Regions from separate parts of the Sus scrofa genome. Here region 1 is linked to region 2. Evidence: chromatin contacts called from public Hi-C data. All regions are on one chromosome and are shown on one strand. Each heading gives the region's core, a stretch centred on a gene start, on an enhancer-like site or on the middle of the called end of the contact. The rest is flanking DNA. Distances are from core to core; before and after follow the strand shown.

Region 1 (5,513 bases), core at 1,128-3,627, 61 kb after region 2:
TGGGAGACAATAGAGGTGTCAATGGAGCAAAGGTATTAAGACTGAAGACTGTGTGATGAGCACAACAACGGAGAACATGTGGCAAGAATAGGAGGCTTGGAGGATGTGTTCAGAGTCTGGGATGCAAAAGATTTAAGTTTAGAGCTCTTTTGCCTAATGACAGGTTTAGATCTGCTAAGGGCACAGGTGTCTGAGAATTAAGCGGATGGGACATTTCCGGGTAAGGAGGGCAAAGCCCTGCAGGGTCCGGGAGCTGGATGAGCCATCCTCAGGGACCTTGTGGCCCTGAGGTGTGGTAGTGGCCCCAGAAATTTACATGAACTTGCCATGATCACCTGCCCCAAGCCCCAGAGAGGTAGGCGCGTCCCTAATGAAGGCACTAGACACAGACAAGTTATTGGAGCTTCAGGAATTCCCAGTGAGACCCTTTTTCCTGGTGGTTTTTGACCCAAACCATGGGTTAACAGCTTCGATAGTTCCCATCTTTCCATTGTCACGGTGTCCCACACCCTCTTGGACCAGTTGGCCTTCGGTTATGTCTCTCAAGTAGGAAAACTCTACTCTTACTGATTTCTCATTTCTCTCTCTCTTTCTTTTCTGTGTATTTCCACTTGCTAGTCTTATCTCCTGATTATCTTGCTGACCGAGGAATCTTTTTTTTTTTTTTTGTCTTTATGCCTTTTCTAGGGCCACTTCCCACGGCACATGGAGGTTCCCAGGCTAGGGGTCTAATCAGAGCTGTAGCCACCGGCCTACACCACAGCCACAGCAATGCGGGATCCAAGCCACGTCTGCGACCTACACCGCAGCTCATGGCAAAGCCGGATCCTTAACCCACTGAGCAAGGGCAGGGATCGAACCCACAACCTCGTGGTTCCTAGTCAGATTTGTTAACCACTGCGCCACGATGGGAACTCCTGACCCAAGAATCTTGCTGGGATTCTAGAGTCAGGAACACCATGATATATGACAAGCAGTTGATGTAGTGGAAAGGGTTGGTGCCTTTAGTTCTACCTGAAATCTTCCCTTCCCTTCATTGCAGTTCATTTTTACTTGTCCTTTGGTTGCAGCTTAACTGTCGCTGTTCTCTCCCGACTATTTCAGAGACCCTCCCCCACCCAAGCGCCCTATTCCCCTTGGTGACTCTTATCACAGTTGTAATTAAGCAAACAAAAAAGTCAAGTAGGTCATTGCCTAAGGTCAGTGTCACCTGATGGAATGTAACCTCTCTAAGGACAAGGACCATCACTGCATCCCCAGCTCCTGGCATAGTGCCTTACACAAAGAATGCGCTCGATAAATATTTGTAGAATAAATAAGTATATGATGAGCTGAGAGTTAGGGAAGCTCCAGTTCTATTCCTAGATTTGTTCCTATTCACTGTGTGATTTTGGACAAGTCATTTCAACTTGACCTGATCAAAGTACTTTTTCACTCATTCAACAATGTTGTGATTAAAAAAAAAATTTTTTTTTGTCTTTTTGTCTTTTGAGGGCCACAAAAAATGGAGGTTCCCAGGCTAGGGGTCTAATCAGAGCTATAGCTTCTGGCCCACGCCACAGCCACAGCCACGCAGATCCAAGCCGCGTTTGCAAACTATACCACAGCTCATGGCAACCCTGGATCCTTAACCCATTGAGCGAGGCCAGGGATCGAACCTGCAACCTCATGGTTCCTAGATGAATTCATTTCTGCTCTGCCATGACAGGAACTCTAATATTGTATGATTTTTGATTCCACAGCATATCAGCCAAACGCTTTAACTCCTATTCACCCCAGCACTATGTCTTGGCTAACTAAAACTTCTGGAACTTCTTCAAGTAGCTCATTTGCAGAGAATCTGTTTTCCTTTGTGTTTCAGTAACCTATTGCTACGTAACAAGTAATTCCTCTATATTGTGGCTTTCACAATGATTTGTATTTCAAAGTAAGTAGGAAAAAAGTCATAACAAAGATCGTAGTGAAAAACCAATTAATTAGAAAGACAGGGAGGGAGTTCCCGTCATGGCGCAGTGGTTAACGAATCCGACTAGGAACCATGAGGTTGGGGGTTCGATCCTTGCCCTTGCTCAGTGGGTTAATGATCCGGCTTTGCCGTGAGCTGTGGTGTAGGTCACAGCCGTGGCTTGGATCCTGCGTTGCTGTGGCTCTGGCATAGGCTGGAGGCAACAGCCCCAATTAGACCCCTAGCCTAGGAACCTCCATATGCCGTGGGAGCGGCCCTAGAAAAGGCAAAAAGACAAAAAAAAAAAAAAAAAAGAAAGACAGGGAGATAAGGCAGTGGACCAGGGGGCGTTTCGTTTGAGGAAAGGGTGTTCAAGGCAGAGGGTGTTCAAGGTCCTACAGTGGGACCTGCCAGGCATGCGAGAAGATCAGGAAAGAGGCCCTGAGTGGTGGAGCACAGCAAGCAGGGAGGACAGCAGTGAGCAGCCAGATCACGCTGGGACCTTGGCCAATGCAAGGACTTTGGCTTTTCCTCTGAGGGAGATGGGGAACCCCTGGGGGGCTTTGAACAAAGTGGTGTAACTTGCAGTCTTCAGTCCTTTCCTCTTATATGAATTCCAGTTTGTTCTCTTGACTCTGATCATGCAGATGTGTATTTTCCAGGGTCAGGAGACAGAACAATCTGATTTTATACGATCAGATATAGGCTGCTTCCTTGGGAAGGTTTTTAGTTTTATGTTTGTGGGTTAAGAGTTTGTATTTTCAGTTCCCAGGGAGTTCACACAGGGGTGACTGTCCTATTTGTAGTTTTCCAGCTGTCTGCCTACAGTCTTTTTGAGCTAGACTCAGGCTCAAGTTGATAAGTCAAGGAAGATAGATAGATACATACATACATATAAACATATACATATATATATATGCATAGATTGGCAGATGGATGTGGAAATGGATGGATGTTTGGTTGGGTGGAAGGATAGATGGATGGAGAGATAGAGGCTTCCTCTTTTAGGCAGCATATAAGAAGGACTGGTGAACGTTTTCTTTCTTTGGGTACAAACACAGAGTTCAGAAATTGCATCGTTATCTTAATTTCTCCTCCTGAATCATCAACATTATCTTAATTAACATTATCTTGGTTTCTCCTCCTTAATCATCAGATATATCTAGTTTAACCAAGTAGTAATTGGGTTTTCCCTTATCTCCCTTAAGCAGTGGGAACATTAGAGAGATTTGGCCCTGGGATATTACCAGAGGCGTATTTGCTGAATAGTGAGAGTAACTAACAAAAACTGAACTTCGCCCTTTCGGTATGGGAATGCTCCATAATGCCTGGATCTTTTCTTTTGTGTTCTGGTTTTATGCAAACACAAATTACACTCTTGTTGACTTCACTATAACCCATGAAACTGAAGAAGGGGAAATTTGAGTCCCATCAAAGGCAGTTTCACCAAACCTGCCTCTTGCATTCGTGTGATGGAAATTGAGAACACCTGTGTTTTCTAACAGATTTTTTTTTTTTTTTCTGAAAGAAGAAATGTCCCCAGCAGTAATCAGAAGCCACATGATAGGAACAGACAAAGCTACTTCACTAAAATCATACAGTGCAGGGCGTTCCTGTCCCAGCTCAGCAGGTTACGAACCTGTCTGGTATCTATGAGGATGTGGGTTCAATCCCCAGCCTGGTGCAGTGAATTAAAGGATCCTGAGTTCCCACAGCTGCAGCTCAGATTCAGTCCCCGGCCCCAGAACTTCCATATGCCCGGGAAAAAGAAAAACCATCTCAACAGATACTCAGTGTAACTACAGGATTTTTAAATATCAATGAGGAGTTCCCATTGTGGCTTAGTGGGTTAGGAGCCAGACTAGTACCCATGAGGATGTGGGTTGGATTCCTGGCCTTGCTCAGTGGGTTAAAGGATCTGGTGTTGCTGTGAGCTGCTGTGTAGGTCTCAGACTCAGCTGGGATCCTGCGTTGCTGTGGCCATGCTGGGATGGGCAGCTGCAGCTCCTCTTCGACCCCTAGCCTGGGAACTTCCACATGCTGCAGGTGCGGCCCTAAATTTAACAAAAAATAATTAAATAAATAAAATAAAATGTCAACCAGCAGTGAACTTGTTTCAAGCCATATTCAAAACACTACAATTTCAATATAATTCAGGGCAATAAATGTTTGTATATATAAAGTACAGTGTTAGGCACTATAGTTATTTCAAAAATAAATAAGGAGGGAGTTCCTGTTGTGGCGCAGTGGAAACGAACCCGTCAAGAACCCATGAAGTTGCAGGTTGGATCCCTGGCCTCTCTCAGTGGGTTAAGGATCTGGCATTGCTGTGAACAGTGGCATAGGTTGCAGATGCTGTGAGCTGTGGTGTAGTTTGAAGATGCAGCTTGGCTCCTGTGTTGCTGCGGCTGAGGTGTAGGCTGGCAGCTGTGGCTCTGATTAGACCCCTAGCCTGGAACTTCCATATGCCCCGGGTGCAGCCCTAAAAAGACGTAAATAAATAAATAAATAAATAAGGAGTTATGATTCCTGGTTTTAAGGAAATGAGAAGAGCCATATGTACCCTAGTCATATATATTTTGGTGAGGACTGTGGTAGCCACTAGAGGGGAGTGGACACAGGTTTCTGGAGGCACAGAAGAGGCTCCTTCTGCATGAGGGGCTCAGGGAAGTCTTCACGGAGAAAGTCACATTTCGAGGACTTCTTGGAAGGTTCTGGAAGAGATTGGGGAACATTCCTATTTGAAATTTCTTAAGTGTAGACACAACATAGGATATATTTAGATTTTATAAACTCTTGTTTAAATGAGCAGAGAATATAGAAAGGGAATTAAAAAAAATTTTTTTTGGTCTTTTGTCTTTTTTTAGGGCCCATCTGTGGCATTTGGAGGTTCCCAGGCTAGGGGTCAAATCAGAGCTATAGCTGCCAGCCTACACCACAGTCACAGCAATGCTGGATCCTTAACCCACTGAGTGAGGCCAGGGATTAAATAGTGTCCTCATGGATGCTAGTTAACCACTAGCATCAGGGTTCATTAACAGCTAAGCCAAGATGGGAACTCCTAAAAATTATTTTATTCTTATTATTTGGTCATGGTGTGCAGCAGCTTGATGTGGGACCTCAGTTTCCAGACCAGGGATTGAACCCAGGCTGCTGTGGTGAAAGCACCAAATCCTAACCACTAGACCACCAGGAAACTCCTAGGAATGTTTAAAACAATAATAGTAGTTACCACTTACGAAACACTTGCTACATACTAAATACTTCTCATGTATTTATTCTCTTGCTTATTGAGCAACTTTGAGGTAGATATTATTATCTCCACTTTAAAGATGAGGAAACTGAGGCATCGAGGGGCTAAGCCTATTGCCCGAAGGCCTCCTAGCTGGGGCATGGCAGATTCAACCTTGGACCCAAGTCATCTGGCTCCAGAGTTTATGCTTCAGTTTCGGCATTAGACAGTGCACTCAACTTTCTCCTTTTGTTCCTCCACATCCATGCTCTGCCCCTGGGGGCTGAGCCATGTGGGTTCTATCAACCAGCTCCTTTGTTCTCTGGTTTCCAGTTG
Region 2 (5,571 bases), core at 2,540-5,039:
AGATGCTGGAAACTGCATCCCCAGCGTTCCCCCTTTTGCAGAGAATCCCACTTTGTAGATTCAACATAACCTTTCTACAGAGCCTTCACCTTGTTCAGGAGGAGTTCTAGCAGGTGCATCCTGATGATTTTAAACTACTCTTTGGGCTTTCAATCCTCTTTCAAGTGACTGTTTTCAGGTGAGACTTCTTGGCATTTAGCAGTGAGGGAAGGTGGGCTTGGAAGTTTTCCTCACTCTTAAGGAGACACATGAAGAGATGATTCTTTTTGCCTCTGAAAGGTGGCCCCAAGAGGGTGTGCAAACTTTAAATTAAGGTTGATTTTTATCGGAATGGTTCCGAGACATTCTTTCTAAGAAAGACCAAGTAAACTTCCAAGCCTACAATTTAACAATTTATTGTCTAGTTACTTTAATGATTATTTAGTGAGCCAGAAGAGCCACTAGATGTCACTCTGACTTTGTTGTTTTTCAGAGCCGATCGAGTGATGTTTTCAATCTTTGAAATACTCGATTTAAAGGCATTCAAAAAATCCAGTAAATTAAAAATCACATTTAAGATGCTTAAAAAGATGAAAAGAAAGACATACATGTTGCTATGAAAAACTCAAATTAAATCAGAATTTTGAAAAGAACAAATTAATTTTTCCTTAAGTGATGTTAAATAGAGTAATACCTGATTTCTAAGAAGTCATAACAGTGATTAGGCAAATGACATTTAAGCGAATGTTTGGGAGTTCCCTTTGTGGTTCAGCGGAAATGAATCTAACTAGCATCCATGAGGTTGCAGTTTCAATCTCTGGCCTCATACAGTGGGTTAAGGATCAGGCGTTGCCGCGAGCTGGGGTGCAGGACACAGACGAGGATCAGATCTGGCATTGTTAATGGCTGTGGCATAGGCCAGTGGCTACAGCTCCAAATGGACCCCTAGCCTGGCAACCTCCCTAGGCTGTGGGTGCGGCCCTAAAAAGACAAAAAATAAAAGAGCGATTGATATAAGCATTCCAGTAGAATAGGAGAGTCAACATGGTTGAATATTTTTTCTGCTCTGGGATCATCTTCACAGTAACAGAACAAAATGAACTCAGTTACAACACTGGGGATTTTTTTCATACAGAGAATGTAAAGTTGTAAGCTGTGTTGGATCTATTTGTCACACAGGGAAGAACTTGATAAGAAAGTAGGAGTAATTCTAAATTAGAGGTAGAAGGAAGAAGGGAAGAGGAAACAAAGAGAGGGAACAAGATTTGAAGCCACTGCTATGAGACTGCACTAAACTTCCCTAAAATGTCTCCTGAATCAGGAAGAACCATCAAGGATGTCACTGTGTTTACTTAAAATTCTTTCAGGAGTTCCCGTTGTGGCGCAGTGGTTAACGAATCCAACTAGAAACCATGAGATTGTGGGTTCGGTCCCTGCCCTTGCTCAGTGGGTTAAGGATCCGGCGTTGCCGTGAGCTGTGGTGTAGGTCGCAGACTCAGCTTGGATTTGGCGTTGCTGTGGCTGTGGTGTAGGCCGGCAGCAACAGCTCCCATTAGACCCCTAGCCTGGGAACCTCCATATGCTGCAGGTGTGGCCCTAAAAAGACAAAAGACAAAAATAAAAAAAAAAACAAAAAAAACTTTCAATGGCAAGTAACAGAAACCCCACTCTAGCTGTTTAAGGAAAAAATACACATGTGTTTATAGGCTCAACAAACTGGTAAGAGTGGGATAGCTTTAGATATCTGGTTAAGGATAGCAATTCTCAAAGTGGGATCTGGGGATCTTGGTCTCTGAGACCCTTTTGGGTTTGCAAGGTCAAAGCCATTTTCATAATAATACTAAGATGTAGTCTTAGTCCCTCCTCCTAGCAACACCTTGAGACAACAGAGTTGTCTTTCTCTCCCTGGGGAGGAGGGAGAGTCCAATTTCATCCTCTAATTAGAATTTGGGTCAAATCACAGGCCCTAACAGAGGTTATCCTTATGAATTAGCAATGCTGGCCACAAAGAAAGTTTGCCATAAATTATGCAATCTGAGATTCCATTCCTAACAATGGAATCTGACAATTTTAAATCTATGCCCATTTAGGCTGCTTGCAAGATGACTCTGGTCAGATTATTTAGGCTTCTCATGGCCTCTGTGCCCTTTCCTCTGAAAACAAGGATACATTCTTTGATTGTGAGCAATGTAAGATGGGGAAAATTATATTCTAACCCCGATCTATCAGTTGCTACACTGAATAGCCACCAAATGAAGTTCTATATGTTTTTTTTTTCAGATTATATATTATTTTTCATTAAAATATTTTGATGATACAATGAAATAGAGGTTTCTTTGGTCCGCGAGCCCTGAGTTCTATTCACTGCTTACCTTGTTCTTTACTTTGCCTTTTGTTTGAGCTTCATTACTTTTCATATTTTTTAAAATTTATTTTTTGACTAAAGTATAGTTGATTTACAGTGTTGTACCAATTTCTGCTCTACAGCAAAGTGGCCCAGCCATATATCCTTTTTGCTTTTAATATTAAATGTTGATTCTGTGAAATCTCATTTTTTACAAAATGAATTTAGGAGCAAAATCACAAGTGCCACAAAAAAAATTTTTCAAAAAAAAACCTCTTCATCTACTTACGATTTTATTTAAATACTAGAGTGAAAGAAAAGCCAAGGTTTTGCCTTTATTCTTAATTTATAAACTAGGCTGCAAAAGGAAGCCCCAATAAAAATTGCACAAATTACTTCTTGAGAATCAGACAACATTTACCTTATGCTTCTATTTTGTACACATTTGTTTCCACTAAAGTACTATCATTACATTAAAATGACTTTTTACAATTTTTTTTTTCAATCTCTGAGCCCTATGGATGGAGTTACTACTGAAAAGCAAATAACACTTGTCAGGTGTTGTGCATTAAATATTGTCATGACTTCTTTGCATGGTATATCTCTTCTCTAATATTTAACTTTTCATTAACTATAGGCACAAACACCAAAATTAAATTGATAGCAAAACCTCAGTTTCCAGCATAATTCACATTATCATGTATTTTTAAACAGAAAGCATTTCAGCAAAATATCCTTTGAAAGTGATTCTAAAAAAATAAAAAAATAAAAACAAACAGAAGAAGTAATTCTAAATTGTTCCAATAACTTGATAGCTAAGGCTTCCGGGTAAAAGATACAGTTTTCTCAGCACTGTTTAAATTTTTAACAGAGAGTATTCCTGTGAGATGTTATGTAACATTATTACAAAATTCCATTACTAACCTGAAATCAGAACAACATTCTGCCTGGCGTGCCTACTGTTTGCCAGGCATTAAATATTTCTTTTCATTTGAAGAATGGATAACACACAGGTTTGAAATAGATAACAATTAAAATATAGAAGAAAGTCTGCCTCTTGTTTGTATTGAATCCAACAAGCAGAAATTTGATCGGATGATTTCCAGATGAGAAGCTGGACATTTATTCTATTGGCATTTTCTAATGAACAAAATAAAGCCCTTGTGCCACCACCTTGACCCCTACTTAAATGTTTACCAAAACCGCTCAGGGCACTACTTCGCAAACTTGGCTGCACAGCAGCATTGCCCTGCATTTTAGAAAAATGTCAATACCTACGGCTCGCCCCCAAGGATTCTGCTTTAATTGGAACAAGGTGGGGCTCGTGTGGCAACTATTTTCTGCTCCTTGCTAATTAGCCATCTGTATGGTATTTTTAACTGTCTACCTTTTATCAACTGTAAGGCTGTTTTGATTGGTCAGGTCTTTGTGGTGAGTTGAATTCCGCAGAGCACTGCTTACTGTGCAGAAAGGTTGCGGTGCCTCTGTTTGCCTTAATCCATTTCCTCTCACTTCCTTACTCTTTCTTCTCAGAGGAGGCAAGTGGCTGCCTGGGTAGCAGCGGTGGCTGATCATCCCTGAAAATACCGAAGAACTGAGCTGCCTCCTGGATCTTTTTTCCCACCGATGGTTAATTTCCTTTTTTTTTTTTTTCCTTCCCCTTACATTCTGCAAAAACTTATTTTTCCTTTTTGCAAGAAACAAACTATGAACTTATTGCTGGAAAACCTGGGCCAGAAGTGTTAGCGCAGCTTCTCTGTCTCTTTGGGACACGTTAGAAAATTCTGAAGCCAGCAGAAGCATAGTAAGTGCTTTCTTTCTTTTAAAGCTACTTCTGGGGCTAGGGGAGGCTATTGTAATGGTAAATTTCACTCGGGGGAGGAAGAAAGGGTTGATAATCAATCAAAACTGAGGTATTCAGTTGAGTTTTGGCAATTTTCTTACTATTTGTAAGGTGATTTTTAAGTTTCTCTGTAAAATGTACAGGAAAAGTTTGGGTGTGTGTAGGTGTGAAATAAAAGCGGTCTTGAGAGTAACTCTGAAAGAAGTTTTTTGAACAGAATGGAGAAACATAACATCAGTTGGGGGCTTCAGTGAGAACCAGGAATTCCAGGAGGAGAGGTTACATTCAGAAATGTTGAAATGAGAAATTCTGGCTCAGCATCTTGGCGTTAAGGTCGGAAGAACATTTTCCATCGGAAAGAAACAGTTTCTGAAAACTTTTCTTTTGCCAGTGTGGGTCCCAAAGGATGGCATATTGTACTCTAGAAGAAGCGCCTGCCTGAATCTGTTTAAAATTTAACTCTCCGGCTCATGTGTTTGGCATGATGACCAAGGAGAACTTCGAGGAAACCAGTGCCACCCTGAACCCGAACAGGCCCCCCAGGGCCAGGTACATTTATCTGGAAGCTTTCCTGCAGGGAGGAGCTCCTTGGGGTTTTACTTTGAAAGGTGGCCTGGAGCACGGAGAACCATTAATCATCTCTAAGGTATGCTTCTTTTTCCAGTACTGTCTTCAAATTGCTTTTGTTCACCTTTTGCCAGATCTGTCAAAAACACAAAAATAAGGCCAAGGAGTGCCTGAAGAGTGCCTGCTTTGCTGTTTCGTGACCTTTCTGATTGTATCTGGAAATATTTTGCCTGGCTTGGCATGTGAAAGAAAAATGTGTCTAGCGCCTTTATTTGGTGAAATCCCAGAGGAAAATGTGCTTGTTTGATGGCTAATCTCTTTTTGTGAATGAAATAGTATCAAACAAGCTACCACATGATCTTTTCAGTTATGAATCAGATTAAAGATTAACAGCACAGCTAAGGTGGTGGCAGACTGGGTATCTGTATATGTGCACTTTTATTTGGCATATGGCTAGAGAAATATCTGCTCTTCTTTCAACTGAAAATATCTAGCATTCTAAAATATTTTAGAATTTGTAATTCTGGATCATCAATTGCATCAATATTATTTTTTGCTTTTTGCACATTCAGAGAGGAGAATTAAATCAGCCTTCAGTATGATTCCAGGGCAAAACAGCATTTTTGCCTCTCTTCTTTATCTATGCATTTAAGCCAATTTTTAAACCTTAGCCATCCCGCAGCGTGCCTTGGTTCTTCATTTCTCTTGGTGAGGATACGTACGCCCATTGCATGAATCCATTTTATGCCGTAGGTTTAGTGTTTCTGTTTTTCTCTGAAACTACAGAGATTAAGAAACCGTGCAGAGATTTCTTTTAAAATTTCAGAATATTAGCAAT

What was found. A called contact is a pair of places that touch in the nucleus more often than the background predicts.
Region 1: a Hi-C map of liver shows a contact between it and region 2, with 2.8 times the contacts expected there. The contact joins the enhancer-like site here to the promoter of SHROOM3 in region 2. A contact is called at or near these places in 1 of 5 promoter capture datasets (liver) and 19 of 47 Hi-C or Micro-C datasets (alveolar macrophages, brain, embryonic fibroblasts and 9 more).

What each region holds. Positions count from the first base shown.
Region 1 is chr8:72,155,739-72,161,251 of Sscrofa11.1, forward strand. The region is part of intron 2 of SHROOM3 (protein Shroom3); the gene reads left to right. Among named protein-coding and RNA genes, the nearest start is that of SHROOM3, 61 kb to the left of the region's middle. Within about 2 kb of position 2,378, at least 2 of the 83 cell types and tissues checked have an H3K27ac peak or open chromatin away from gene starts, as enhancers often do. A contact at or near this core is called in fetal liver and liver, where this site is marked.
Region 2 is chr8:72,093,772-72,099,342 of Sscrofa11.1, forward strand. SHROOM3 (protein Shroom3) reads left to right here and starts at 3,790. Exons shown (of 16, transcript XM_003482418.4): 1 at 3,790-4,127; 2 at 4,558-4,812. The coding sequence starts at 4,648.